Linked DNA regions of Gossypium hirsutum: region 1 is linked to region 2. A link is a contact called in public Hi-C data. All regions are on one chromosome and are shown on one strand. Each heading gives the region's core, a stretch centred on a gene start, on an enhancer-like site or on the middle of the called end of the contact. The rest is flanking DNA. Distances are from core to core; before and after follow the strand shown.

Evidence for each region. Hi-C and Micro-C count contacts between places; a contact is called where the count stands out from the background.
Region 1: a contact with region 2 is called in a Hi-C map of leaf, with 1.9 times the contacts expected there. The contact joins the promoter of LOC107903825 here to the promoter of LOC107903820 in region 2. A contact is called at or near these places in 3 of 34 Hi-C or Micro-C datasets (leaf and petal).

Annotation. Positions count from the first base shown.
Region 1 is chrD05:51,703,590-51,710,003 of Gossypium_hirsutum_v2.1, forward strand. It overlaps LOC107903825, which reads left to right and starts at 1,452. Exons shown (of 9, transcript XM_041092630.1): 1 at 1,452-1,510; 2 at 1,620-1,684; 3 at 1,788-1,861; 4 at 1,935-1,978; 5 at 2,085-2,179; 6 at 2,495-2,603; 7 at 3,675-3,688; 8 at 6,238-6,342; 9 at 6,412-6,414. The coding sequence starts at 1,625.
Region 2 is chrD05:51,498,624-51,505,435 of Gossypium_hirsutum_v2.1, forward strand. LOC107903820 (ATPase family AAA domain-containing protein At1g05910) reads right to left here and starts at 4,599. Exons shown (of 11, transcript XM_041092619.1): 1 at 4,582-4,599; 2 at 1,945-2,227; 3 at 740-841; 4 at 1-625. The coding sequence starts at 2,169.

The DNA.
Region 1 (6,414 bases), core at 202-2,701, 200 kb after region 2:
GTAGGTTACTGCAGAGGCGAAGCTAGGGGGTTGGTAGGGCCCCAAGCCCCCCTAAAATGAAAAATTATTATTTAGGCTCTTTAATTTTTTTTAAAATTTTAAATTAGTAAAGATAAAATTGCACTTTGGCCCCTTTAAAATTATAAAAATTCTATTTAATCCTTTAAAATTTATAAATATATAGACTATAAAAAATTAAAATTTCATTCGGTCCCCCTTAAAAATTTGTTCTAGCTTCTCCCCTGGGTTACTAGTAACACAATTTAACCTACATTATATATTGTAAATAATTTAAAATATTATATAACAATATTTGTTATATTATATAAATGAATTTAAAAATAAAAATAAAATGATTGATTGATTGATTGATAAAATTAAATTCATTTAACTAATCAACTGAAATAATCAAATAAATAGATTTAGGAAATCAATCAATTTCAAAAAAAATAAAAATAAATGATAAACATATTATGGAAACTCCCTACTAGATTCAGATTGCATTTTGCCCTAATAACTAAAAACATGTGCAAATTAGCTCATGTACATTAGAAAGAAAAATAAAGATTTACCCTTTTGTTAAAAATTGTATCCATTTTACTGATGTGGAATTATAGGATGAGTTGGATTATGTAAAAGTACTATAGAGGCCCCTGTACTATGAGACAAATTGCATTTTCCTCCTCTACTCAAAAAATGGGTAAATTAATCCTTGTAATTAAGTTAAAGAGAAATGTGGTCATTTTGTTAAAATTTTGATACATTTCTATTGTTAACTGATGATTTGGTTGAAGGAGCAACCAGACAATTTCATGTGGTGTGCCATGTATACCTTATGTTGATGTACATTCTATCACGTTAGCAAATACTTTTGTGGTGACCAAAAAAATTAATTTCGATTAGTTTAATAATCAAAATAGAAAAAAAAATAGAAGTTTAGTGACCAAAATAGGACGCAAGTAATACTTTAGTGACCATTTATGTACTTCACTCAAAACATTAAGGGTTAATATGTAGTTTACCCTTGAACTTATCCAAAAGTACCTAGTTGGTACTTGAATTTTTTTTTGTACTTAGTTGGTACTTGAACTTGTATTTCATCACCTAGGTTGACACCTCCACACTAACACGTTAGTTTATGCTGAGGTGGCATTAATGGCCAATCCTATAGTGACACGTGACAATCTCTCAGTATGGCACATGATAGGCATAAATTAAAAAACATTAAAATCTTTTAAAAAATATAAATTAATTTTAAAAAGTAAGTATCAAGTGGCAAACTACATGTTAACCTTTGAAAAATTAACTATGTTAACAAATTGAGACAATGTATATAACGGAATACAAATTTAAATATAAGCTAAATAAAAAAGAAGCTACCAATTAAGTACTTTTGGATAAATTTAGAGAGTTAAGTTCGTATTAACCCAAAAATTAATGAAGGTGTGCTTATTATTTTGCTGCCCACACCCTAAACGCTACACTTTATCTTCCCGCCAGATAGACTCTGGTAAACGGCATCGTCTCTTCTCAAAGCGTTATCCATATTATCTTCTTCTGTCCGTCCCTGTTCTCTTCAAACTAAATTCCTTTTTTTTTTTGAATAATTCCTTTAACAGAAGAAATGGCGTGTACGAGCATGGCAGCAATTTCTTTAAATTTCCAACATTTTCGAAATCATAGGGTAAGTGAAAAAAAGCCCATATTTTCTCTCTAATTCAATTCGATATTAACTAACTTCATTAATTTTTCAGTTCTTTTTCCTTTTTTAAATAAAATGGAAGCAGGTCTCTTTCAGTAGCTGTTGCTGCTTCAACAGAAAAATCAAGTTACATGAAAACCAACAAATTCTTAGTCGCAAGTGAGTCCCATTTTTACTTTTATTTTGCTAATAATTTTAACTGGTCTTTTTGGGGCTGATTTTTTGAATTTAGAGTTGTAAGGTACAGGAGGAAGCCAATATCTGCACTTGCCTCGGGTGAATTTCAACTTTTATATAGTTTCCCTAGCATTCTTTTTCTAGGGTAATTAATTGAATAATTTAAATAATTCGGTGGTGTTGGTGTTCAATTTTAATATTTTAGGTTTGGAGGCATCTATTTCAGATGCAGATGACAAATTGATAGCCTTGAAAGAAGCTAAGATCGTTGTTGAATCTAAAGACGAAAACAAGATCCAGGTGATGCCCTAAACATTCAAATTTTTTTCATCTTTTTTATACAACATTACATAATTAGTAATTTTAGAAAAATATTCTTTTCACAAATATAAATAAAATTTGGTGTAGAATTGGAGTCGATTTATCCTTCTTGAACTTTCTATTAGTTTTATATGAGACTTGAAAAACTTATAGTTTGACGTATCTTCAATTTTCGTCAATATATTTGAACAATATATATACCATGATGTGAATTAGTTGATTTTGATGGTCATTCTGAGTATATGTCAAACATTTTTTTTTTGAGGAATAACTCTCATGGTATTGTACTGCCAGCTTCGAGTGGATGTTACTGGAATTGAGACACAAAAGGTATTTAACAAGGTTTTGACGGATTTGGCTCGTCAAGCGCCACCAATTCCTGGTTTTCGTAGAGAGAAAGGAGGTAATGCATTGATGCAATTACGCTCTCTCTCCAAGTATTGATTAGATTAAGTTATTGTGCTTAATGAGTTTGCAAGAAATAGAAATGGATTTGGAACTTGGTTACTTTACTGACCACTGCTAGCAGTAATGTTTCATATGCTTGGGTGTTGCCATAACCCCTCCCTAATCTTTAAATAAGAGAATAATATGTTTCAACGCATTCGAATTCATGTGTTCCTGCACTGACAACACCGATACTAATCGAGTTAAGATTCTATTGGCAAGATGATTGAACTTATAAATATTAGAGATAATGATATATTTGTTACCTATATTTTTATAAAATGTTTAATATGATACTTGTATTTTAAGAATGTTCAATGTGATACTCAGATTATCAATACATGTTTTATAATGATATTTGATGTTAACACCGTTAATAAATTGCTAAATTAGTTAATGAAGATTCGATACGTAATTTATTTATAACTGAATTTTAAATAATAATTTTATTATCCTTGTAAGTTTAGTATTTGCTTTTTTTAACTATATGTTTAGTTATTTGTTTTTTAAGTTAATTTGTTTGTTTTATTTAGCTTTTCATATAATGTTATATTATTCATGTTGACTTGATGATTTGAAAGAAAAGAAGTTCTCTGTCGAATCTTCATTGGCTGGTTTAGCAATTTATTAACGGTGCTAACACTATGTGTCATAATAAAATACATACTGACATTGAACATTTTATGAAAGTACATGTACCATAACAAAACACATAATAATAGTTCAGGTATCAAATTAGTCAATTTATGAAAGTGCAAGTGCCAAATATGACGTTATCCCTAATTATCATAATTACAATTTTTATTTATTCATATTCTAGTTTTGTATTTAAATTGGATTTTTTTATTATTGTTTTTCTTTTTTTTTTTTGGTCATGGCTAAGTGTTGATTAGCTGTTGCAACTTATTCTTGTATATTTGTAGGATGTCAATTTTCTATCATAATTTGTTCATTTATTTGCTGATCTTGCAATTTCCAAAGGCAACCTCTAATTCTGGCTTTTATTTTTTATTTGCTGCTAATGCAGGTAAAACAACAAAGGTGCGAGGCTTTCCACCATTACACTTTTTCAGATTTTTAATTTGGCCTTGCTTTCTGTCATCATGTTTAGTTAGTAAGTTACTTTATTCTCATTTTTGGTTGAATCATCTATAATCTACCATATATATATATATAAATTCTTTCAAAATATATAAAGAATATTTTTTGAACTGAATTATATTATTAAATTACCATTAAAAATAATTTATTACTATATTAATAATTATTATATGATAATAACATAAATAATATTAATTGAGGTGATAGTATATTGATATGAAATTAATTAGTTTGGTTAATCTTTTAAAAATTTTACTTAAAAAAATAAAATATATATTATTAATTAATAAAATTTTAAATTATAAAATCATTGAATATAATTGGATCAATTAAAAATAATAAAAATATTTTTTAATAAATAATTTAATTAAATAAATATATTTTTTATCTATAAATACGATTTTATTTTAAATATGATAATAATTAAATCATGTTAAAAATAGATTTTTTTTGATATTTGATACTTTTATTATTATTTATTTTAGTAATACTTGCACAATTGGGAATGTCTTTTATCATGGTGTTTTGAAATATTATGAAAAAAATCAATAGAGTATTAAAATAATAGTTTTTTTAGAAAATTAAAGTAATGGTTCTGAGATTTTGATTCATATTCAAATAATAGATTATTTTTTCTGATTACCTAATATTTTATTATTAGTTGTTTCTCATTTTTATTTTCATTATTCTTAAATGGTGACTGCGATAATAAGAACTTTTGTAATAACAACTATGAGAATTAAATACTTTCAGCCCATGTATCAGAGTGAGTCATTTTAAACCATAGGTTTATACATGTTATTAAAATTATATATATCTAAGATGATCGAGTCTTAGTTTAGTTAGTATTGGTATTATTGTCAGTGTAAGAGGACGCAAGTTTAAGTGTGTTGAAGCGTATTATTCTTTTATTTAAAGGTTGTCGAGGAGTTTTAAATATTGTATAAAAAATAAAAATTAGGAATCATGAGAAGAAAATCATTTCACTAAAAAAAAGTAAATAAGAAATGAAAATTGCGGTGAATTTTGGTAACAGTGCAATTATGCAAGACGAACCTATTAATAGATTTTTATTTTTGGCGGATCCAAGTCCCAACCTATGCAATACTGCCTCTTAAAAATAATGCATAACGATATATTTTGTTGTCGAATTTTATAAAACGGGTTTTTTAAATTTTTAATTTTTTAGTTATTAAATTTTTGTCATTTGTCAAATCACTTTAAAATAGATAAAAAAATTATTATTAGTTAATTTCGATAATGTAGTGTACATGTGAATTGCCACGTGGATGCCAAGTTGGATTTAAACTAATTTTTCAAGATTGACCTTGGTTTGACCCGAAAAATGGGTTTAATTTTTGTCCAAGCTTAATTTATTTTAAGAAAGGTAAATCCGAGCTTGATCCAACCCGCCCACATTTGAGTTCATTTAGATTAGTTTTTATTTAAAAATAATTTTTAAAAGATATATACACTAAATGCACTAAAAAAAGGTTAAAATAAAAGTTTTCTATCACATTAAAAATACTTTAAAAATATTTATATTAAAAAACACTACCTTAAATATAATAAATGTTTTCTTATATTAAAAAACACAAATAAATATAATAAATATTTTATTATATTAAATATAATTTTTATATTTTGGGTTGGGTTGTTTAATTGAGTAAGTTTTTTTTAGGTTTTACGTAATGGCTCTAATTGTTATTGGGTTAGTGATTTAATATAAATATATATAATTATTATTTAATATATTATTAATATAATATTTTTTATAACATAATATATTCGGGTCAGGTCAGACTAGGAGAAAATTTTTTTGCCCAAGGTCAGACTCGTATAGAAAAAGGGCCTTAAATTTTACTCAAGTCCATTTTCAGGTCTCGTATTTTTATTCAAACTCTCCCAATTTTCGTACGGACCTTCAAGCTTGGATGGGTGGTCCGACCCATGAGTAGTTTTAAATGCCATGTAAACAATTAATTAATCATTTTTTAATTAAAAAATTTATTTTAAAAAAATTAAAATTAGTAAAAAAGTATAGAAACGTAAAAAAAATTTAAATATTTTTAATTCTTAAGAAAATAATGTGACATGCATGTGACAATCCACGTGTATCAGCAAATGTTATTTTCTCTATTCATTTTGGGGTGATTTGATAAATAATACAAGATTAAGGACTAAAATAAATGAAAATTAAATGGAAGGCTAAAATAATTTTTTTTATAAAATCTCGTAAAGTGATTGAACTAAGTATGGAATAGAAATTTGGCAGTTTTATGTTTGGTTTTGTATTGTACAACAAGAGTCATTGTATATGTTAGAATTGATTTGGTACGAACTATGCCGCATAAGTAGAATCCACATTAGTGAATTTTTTCTCCTCTATTCATGGTTTTTTTTGGTTGTGTTTTTATTTTTTCTTTTCTTATTGTTTTGCGATTGTTCTATTACTATTATTGACGTATATTATAACAATATAAATTTAGCAGGTTCCAAGGGAATTCCTATTACAAATTCTTGGTGAAGAGCGTGTTACCAAGTTTGTTGTACAAGAAATAGTTACCTCCACTGTAGCTGATTATGTAAAAGAGGTAAGTTATTTCCACCAAATTCTACTTTTCAACATTTCTGTAAATCTCAAAGCCCCTCTTCTAAACCAGGAA
Region 2 (6,812 bases), core at 3,349-5,848:
CACCTCGGCCCCAAGGAATAGCAGGGCCCTGATCCAGCTCATCCACGAGAAGAGAATCATCAGAGTCCTCTGTTCTTGTTAGACGATGACCCTTATGAACTCGTGACCCACCCTTCCTAACATCCCTACTGACCTTAGTTCCCATTCCTTGATGTAAAACCCTCCGTGGAGATCTGGCTCTTTGCTTGCTCTCATTCATGGAAAGCCTGCGTACATCAGCACGATTTCGGAGATCATACCGCCTCCTTCCTTCCTGCTCTTCTTCACCCTCTTCATCATCATCATCATCCTCTCCTTCATCTTCACCCTCACCCTCAGCCTCTCCATCACCCTCATCTTCAGCATCACCCTCACTCTCATTTTGACCATCATCTGCAGCATCATCATCTAAATCATTCCCATTTTCAGTTTCATCTTCACCAACTTTCTCCTCCGAAGTCTCTTGCTCAGCATGATAATCCAAATTTATCCGCTTAACTGCAACTGCTTTTGAACGACGAGGGCGCAATCCTTCACGCCGAGGAGTTTCTGTAGTCTCCATGGTCTTTTTGCGTTTGGGAGAAGGAGACTCATCTTGACTTACACTGTTACCAACACGGTTGCTCAAAGTCTGATATGAAGATCTCTGAAAAAAAATAGCAAGAAGTTGAAACAGAACACATTTCTGTGATGTGAATACGATGGCATCAAATCCGAGAAAAATAATTGAATTCCAAAAAATTGCATGCTTGGAAGGTACCATCATGTCTTCATCCCCTGAACCGGAACTATCAGTAAAATTGTTAAGGCTCACAGAAACTCTCCTCTTTCTAGATGAACGCCGAAGATTGGGTGCGCCTGACTGCAACAAGATAAAAAATTAATCAGATTCAGAACACAAGACATCACTAACAAAATGAATCATTTGATACAATTAGCTTCAAAAGAAGAGGCGGTATTACAAGAAGCATACAAAGATGCAACTTATTCAAGAAAACCAACATGAAACATAATCTCAAATAGGAATGCCTGAGATAACCGAGAAAAAGGAATCTATAACTTGATCTAAAAAACTGCAGAACAACGAACTTGTAATGAGTGTAATATGATACCCCTCACAAAATTAATGTACAAGTGTCAAAAAAGAATGAATGCATGCATTCATACTAATAACATAAAAAGCTCTATGCCAGGTTAGGAATATAGTTGGAGCACCAGTAAACAGTTTACTAGGTTCACCTCAACAATGCACGGACCATCCTAGGTTCAAGAGAAGTATACACCTTGAAAGCAGTCAAAGGTTGAGATAACAACATTAGGTTATATATATATGGCACAAAGATGAAATACGTCCTTCCAATTTTAAATAGTTTCTCAACAAGCTGCAACCCTAAGCTTTTCAAATAAGTGCTTGTTGATAGTCTTTTGCAAATACAGTAGAAGGAAACAAATGAACCCGTTTTCAGTACTAAATAAAAGCATCCGCTAATACATTCCTTAGCTTTAATAATGGCAGCAGAAAATCACCTAAAACTCTTTTTGGCGGTTGCTTATTCTTTCTAAAGCAAAAGGCATGTTTGGATATGAAATTAAACAATAATTTTCAAGAAAAATAAATGAAGTTTTTTATTTCTTTAGATAACAAAATGCAAGATCTTACTTTCATATAGACAAATTATGTTATCTTGGTGTCTAATTTTAATAAGTTGTCATCTTAAAATTATGATTCAACTTGTTAATTTTTATATTTTCTTTGCAGCAGCTTTTCAAGAAGCAAAGAGCAAAAGGAAGTATAGCAAAAGCCACAAACGCATCAAAGCGTTAATATATGCAATATCCTTAAAAAAAATGCTATAATCACATGGGCGAAAGAAGATTCAAACTGCATCAGCTAAGAATTCTCCCTCAAACTGTGTAAAAGACTGTCAAAATGGTATATATAGTAGATAAGAGTCTGAGAGTTGCCTTGTTTTTTGAAGTCCGAACAGACCGATCCCCCGAGCTCAACATTTTAGCAATGCGAGAAGCTGCTGTCCTTGTCTTTGTCTTGCTTTTCTTAGTCCGAATGATGGTTGGAGTGTAATACAAATATGTGCGGCCATACACTTTTGGCCTTCTCCTGAGCCTATCACTAGTGCGCACAGGCCCAGAAACTGGCCCATCTCCTTGACCAGATCTTTTTGAATACATTGGCAAACACTAGCTTTGATGACTGTATTCTTCCATAAATATTCAAAAGTAGCTATACCTTGAAGAGAAAAAAAGCAATAGTCATGATAAGAAGAAGAGATTCCAAATGGCTTTACCTAAATTTTCATGCATGTATAACTTTTCATTTATCCAACTTAAATTGAATTGTTAATAGCACATGATTCTAGACAACTATCAATAAAAAATATACTTTTCCAAGAATAATCTCAATAAACATGAGCAATTTTGATGTCCCTACCTACCTAGAAACAAAAACCTTTGTCACATGGTAGATTACAAAATCAGAATATTTTAAAGTTAATATGCCATCTTTTTAAGCTAAATGCAAGCAAGAATGCTCTGTATGGACAAGATCATTCCATTTTTGAAGAACATTCTTAGTTCTCAGTATATGTTTATCAATCAAGCATGCTGATAATGCAGATTCGAGGTAGACACTGCACATTAAGAAGACTTTCAGATGCTATATAAACAGAGTAACAAGAAAATTCAATGAAATTATCCATCAACATCTTTGTTTTAAATGTTAAGAAAGAAAATCTGAAGGTCTGATGAAAAAGAACATGGGATGGTAAAAGCATCTCTTCTAGAACTCATACTACTTCCTGTTAGTAGTTACACATTTGCTTTGGAGCATATTGAGTTTGGGGACCAATGATATTTACTAGAGGCAAAGGAACTTCTTCTTAAACAAGGAACTAAAGATTAGAAGAACAGTATACAGACAGTGCAAAGAACCAGTCTTTCATAAAGGCATCTTTAATAGAAAGAGGAAAATGGCTTGTTGTCACTTTCGGACCTTATATGCTTGAGCGCATTTAACACTTCTCTCCTTTCAAAATACATTCAAAGTCTAAGCAAAGAAGATAGGTTTGACTAAAACAAATCCAATTCTTTCTCCACACAGAGATCAGCGTGGCTGTAATGTAGAATAAAGAAACGGGTTTCAATCCTTCAAGATCTTATTTTTGAAAGTTTTCCTCCTCCATTTGTTTTTAGAAACTTCAACAATAACATGCTCCAATTAACATAGTGAAATCTAATTTCCATGTTTAAGATGCAACAATTTCGTGAACAGCTTAAGGTACAGTACATGAACAATTTTATCCACAGTCAATTAAGTTACAAACCAGGCCTAAATAAAATCTTCAGCGTTCACTTTCCCAGAAAAAGGTCAAAACTAACCTAGAGAAACAGAAATCTTTCAGTTATAGCAAATTGAAACCCAACACTAATTAGAACAAGGAGAAAAGGATCATACCAAACAAAGAAAATATCTCAGGTAATTCCAAATTATTCGAGTTCTTGCTTCGAAAATATTCACATTGAACCAACAAACTAACAAATTGATCAAAAGTAAACAAAGCAACATGCACATGCAGTTGCATGATATATGTACGTGTATATATAGACACACACACACACAAACAGAGCCGCGGAAAATATTGAGAAAATGCAAGTAAATGCGAAATGCAAAATCCTAAATAAAACAAACATAAAACAAGAAAAAAAAGATTATTCAAATTTACTAATAAAAACGAATTACTTTCGACATTTGCTATTTAAATTGAAGCATAAAAATAATTTAGTTTTTAACAACAGAGAGAAAAGGAAATTAAAGGCGGAAAAGGGATTACCGAATCAGAGATCTAGCTAGGAAGAGCTGATGAAAGGCTCGAACATAGAAGAGAAAACGCGAGAAAGTGTGAGAAAAACAAGGGATTAAAACCTCGAGGACTTTGAATGAGAGCTCAAACCTTAAACTCCAAAGTATATAAACAAAAACCTAGAAAGGGAAAACGAGTTCACTCCATGTTCGTTTCGACTCAGTGAGTCTCCTGCCCAACTTCTTATTTCCCCTAAACGGGACCCATTAGCTTAAAAAGTAGGTCCCTGTCTGACACGGATAAAAAATTTGTTTATGACATTTTTCTGTTACAAAGTCAAACAACCAATTAAAATTTGCCACGTAAGCAAAAGGGTTCCGTTTCCTCTTACGACGTCGCTAAGACGGTGGTTTTAGTCTGTGGAGTTTGGCTAATAATTGTTGGTTTTGCACTTGGGAAAGTATAAATGCTACACAGATTTCCTTCTTCCACCCCCTGTGATGTAAAAATCGGAACTATTGTCTCAATTTGTTCACCTCCTGCATCTTTCGACATTTGTATGCCCAGAATAAAAAGACTTCTTATTTTTTCAATTTATATATTTTAATTCAGTTGGCAATTTTTGAAAAAATCTGACAACCTAATATATTGGTTTTCCCGTCAATTATATATGATAAATTTTGACAAAAAAATATTTATAATTTTAATAATAGAATTGGAACTTTTAAATCAAAATAATTGAAAGAATTGATTTCTTAAATTTTATCAGAATATAGAGACTAACCATATATTTTATCCAAATGAGAATTACTTATGGTGAATCCAACCAGCGGTGAATCTTGGCCAGAACTTCAACTTCGTATCGTACAATAAAATTGGAGGGTGAACGAAAGGGAGAGAAAGATATCCGTAAATGGTGGTTATATTTGATGGGAAGAGAACCATTAACAGCAACCGAGAAATTTGGGTAAAGTTACCGTAACGAGAAGAGTTTAGGTTTTAATTTTTTAATAAAAATAATTTAAAAAAAAAACACTTTCAATGTTTCAATTTTCTCATCGACCAATATCTAAGTTAATTACAGGGTTTTCCAACAAGTTTAGAATCTAGAATAGAGATACTTTTGGCCTTACCGGTACTCTTAAGCGGAAGATTTTATCAAGGCTTAGGGGCATCTAAAATGTACTTGATCAGTATCGATTCGAGAAATTTATTGCCTATAATGATCCGGTTTTAACTGAAGTTGGAAAAAGTAATTTCATAATTCAATTCCGTAAATCGTGTTATGAAAATATGAATAGATTTACTTATATGTTTAAGTTGAAAATATATTAGTGGTTGATCAAGTAATTAAATCAAGAAAATTAATAATTATATTACAGAGATTAAATTGTACAAGTACAATCACTGTTAAATTTTAATTTTGAAAATATTTTAAGACTTAATAAGTAATTAAACTAAGGAAATTAAGGTAATTTAACTATTATTAAAGTATATTAGTGGGATGATATGATTATATTCATCCATCTTAATTAACTTGTTTTATTATAGCTAACTTTATATTATTAAACAATTAATGGTGATTAATTAAGCATAATTAAGCTGTTAATTTTGGTATAAATAGCAAATGTTAGTGGATTCGAGAATATATCATCATTCTCCCTTCTTGTTGCCATCCAAAGCTTGAAAAAAGAAAGATTCTTTTCTCTCTCTCTCTCTCTCTCTCTCTCTCTCTCTCTCTCTCTCTCTCTCTCTCTCTCTCTCTCTCTCTCTCTCTCTCTCTCTCTCTCTCTCTTTGCATTTCGGTCCAAAATTTAGTAAGGTAAATTGAATCTTTTCTTCATAATTTTTATAGAATTTTGGTTATTTGAGCTTAGTTTATCATACCTAAGTTTTAGATTATCAAATTGTTAAGTATATGTTGTTACCATTAATGGGTTTTTGTGAAATCAAGCTTAATAATATTAGAATTGTTGATTAATAAGCTTGGGTTATGTTAGGACTAAGTTAAAAAGTAGTGAAAAGTGTAGGATTTGGTTAGAAATTGTACTAAGCTACATAGTTTATTTATGACATTAGGGACTAAATTGAAATAAATTGAAAGTTGTTGAGAAATTGTGCTATAAATTAAAAGTACAAGTTCCCTAATAAAAGAATATGAAAGTAGATTTTGATTCAATACTAAATATCGAAAAATATGAGCATTTTGGATATAGGGATTAAAATGAATAAAATGAATAAAATGCAAACTATGTTTACTTGATGTGTTTTTCATATGGTTGTGTGAAAACTAATATCGTTTCTATAATCGAATTATCCTACGAAGGTAAATACAACGTCGGGCTATCTCGAGATAAAGAAAAGGTAAAGTTCGTAGATGAGTAGCCTATATCGGTTTGTGCTTTCATTATTTAAATTCAATTACATATATGGATTGTTGCAATTAGCTTGCTTAAGGTAATGAACTTACTTGCCTTATGAATAGGTAACTATGAAATAGTTGGTAACTTGTGAAAATGTGATAATAGTGCATATGATGAAATGAAATGTTATGAAATTGATTTGAGCATGATGTGAATTTGTTATGTATTAAACTATGGTATGTGAACTATATATATATATGTTAGAAACATTGGATATCCTATTAATGGTCTCGGATAGAGTCGGGTATAGATGGCATGTCATAGGATTAGTGTATGAGATTTTTACTATATATATATGTTAGAAACATTGGATACCTTATTAAGGGTCTCGAATAGAGTTGGGCATAGATGGCATGTTATAGGATTAGCGTACGAGATTTTTACTTCAGTTTATACCAATGAGGTGTAAAGAGCATATTATACTTTGGACGTACTGATGAAGTGCTAGACACATTTATATCTATACTTCGGTTTAACCAATGAGGCATAGAGCGAATATTATACTTCGGATGTGCCGATGAGGCACTGAGTGTCGAATATATTGGTGTGATGGTTGGATGATCCATGTATCCGTCTTGAGTCCATATTCGGT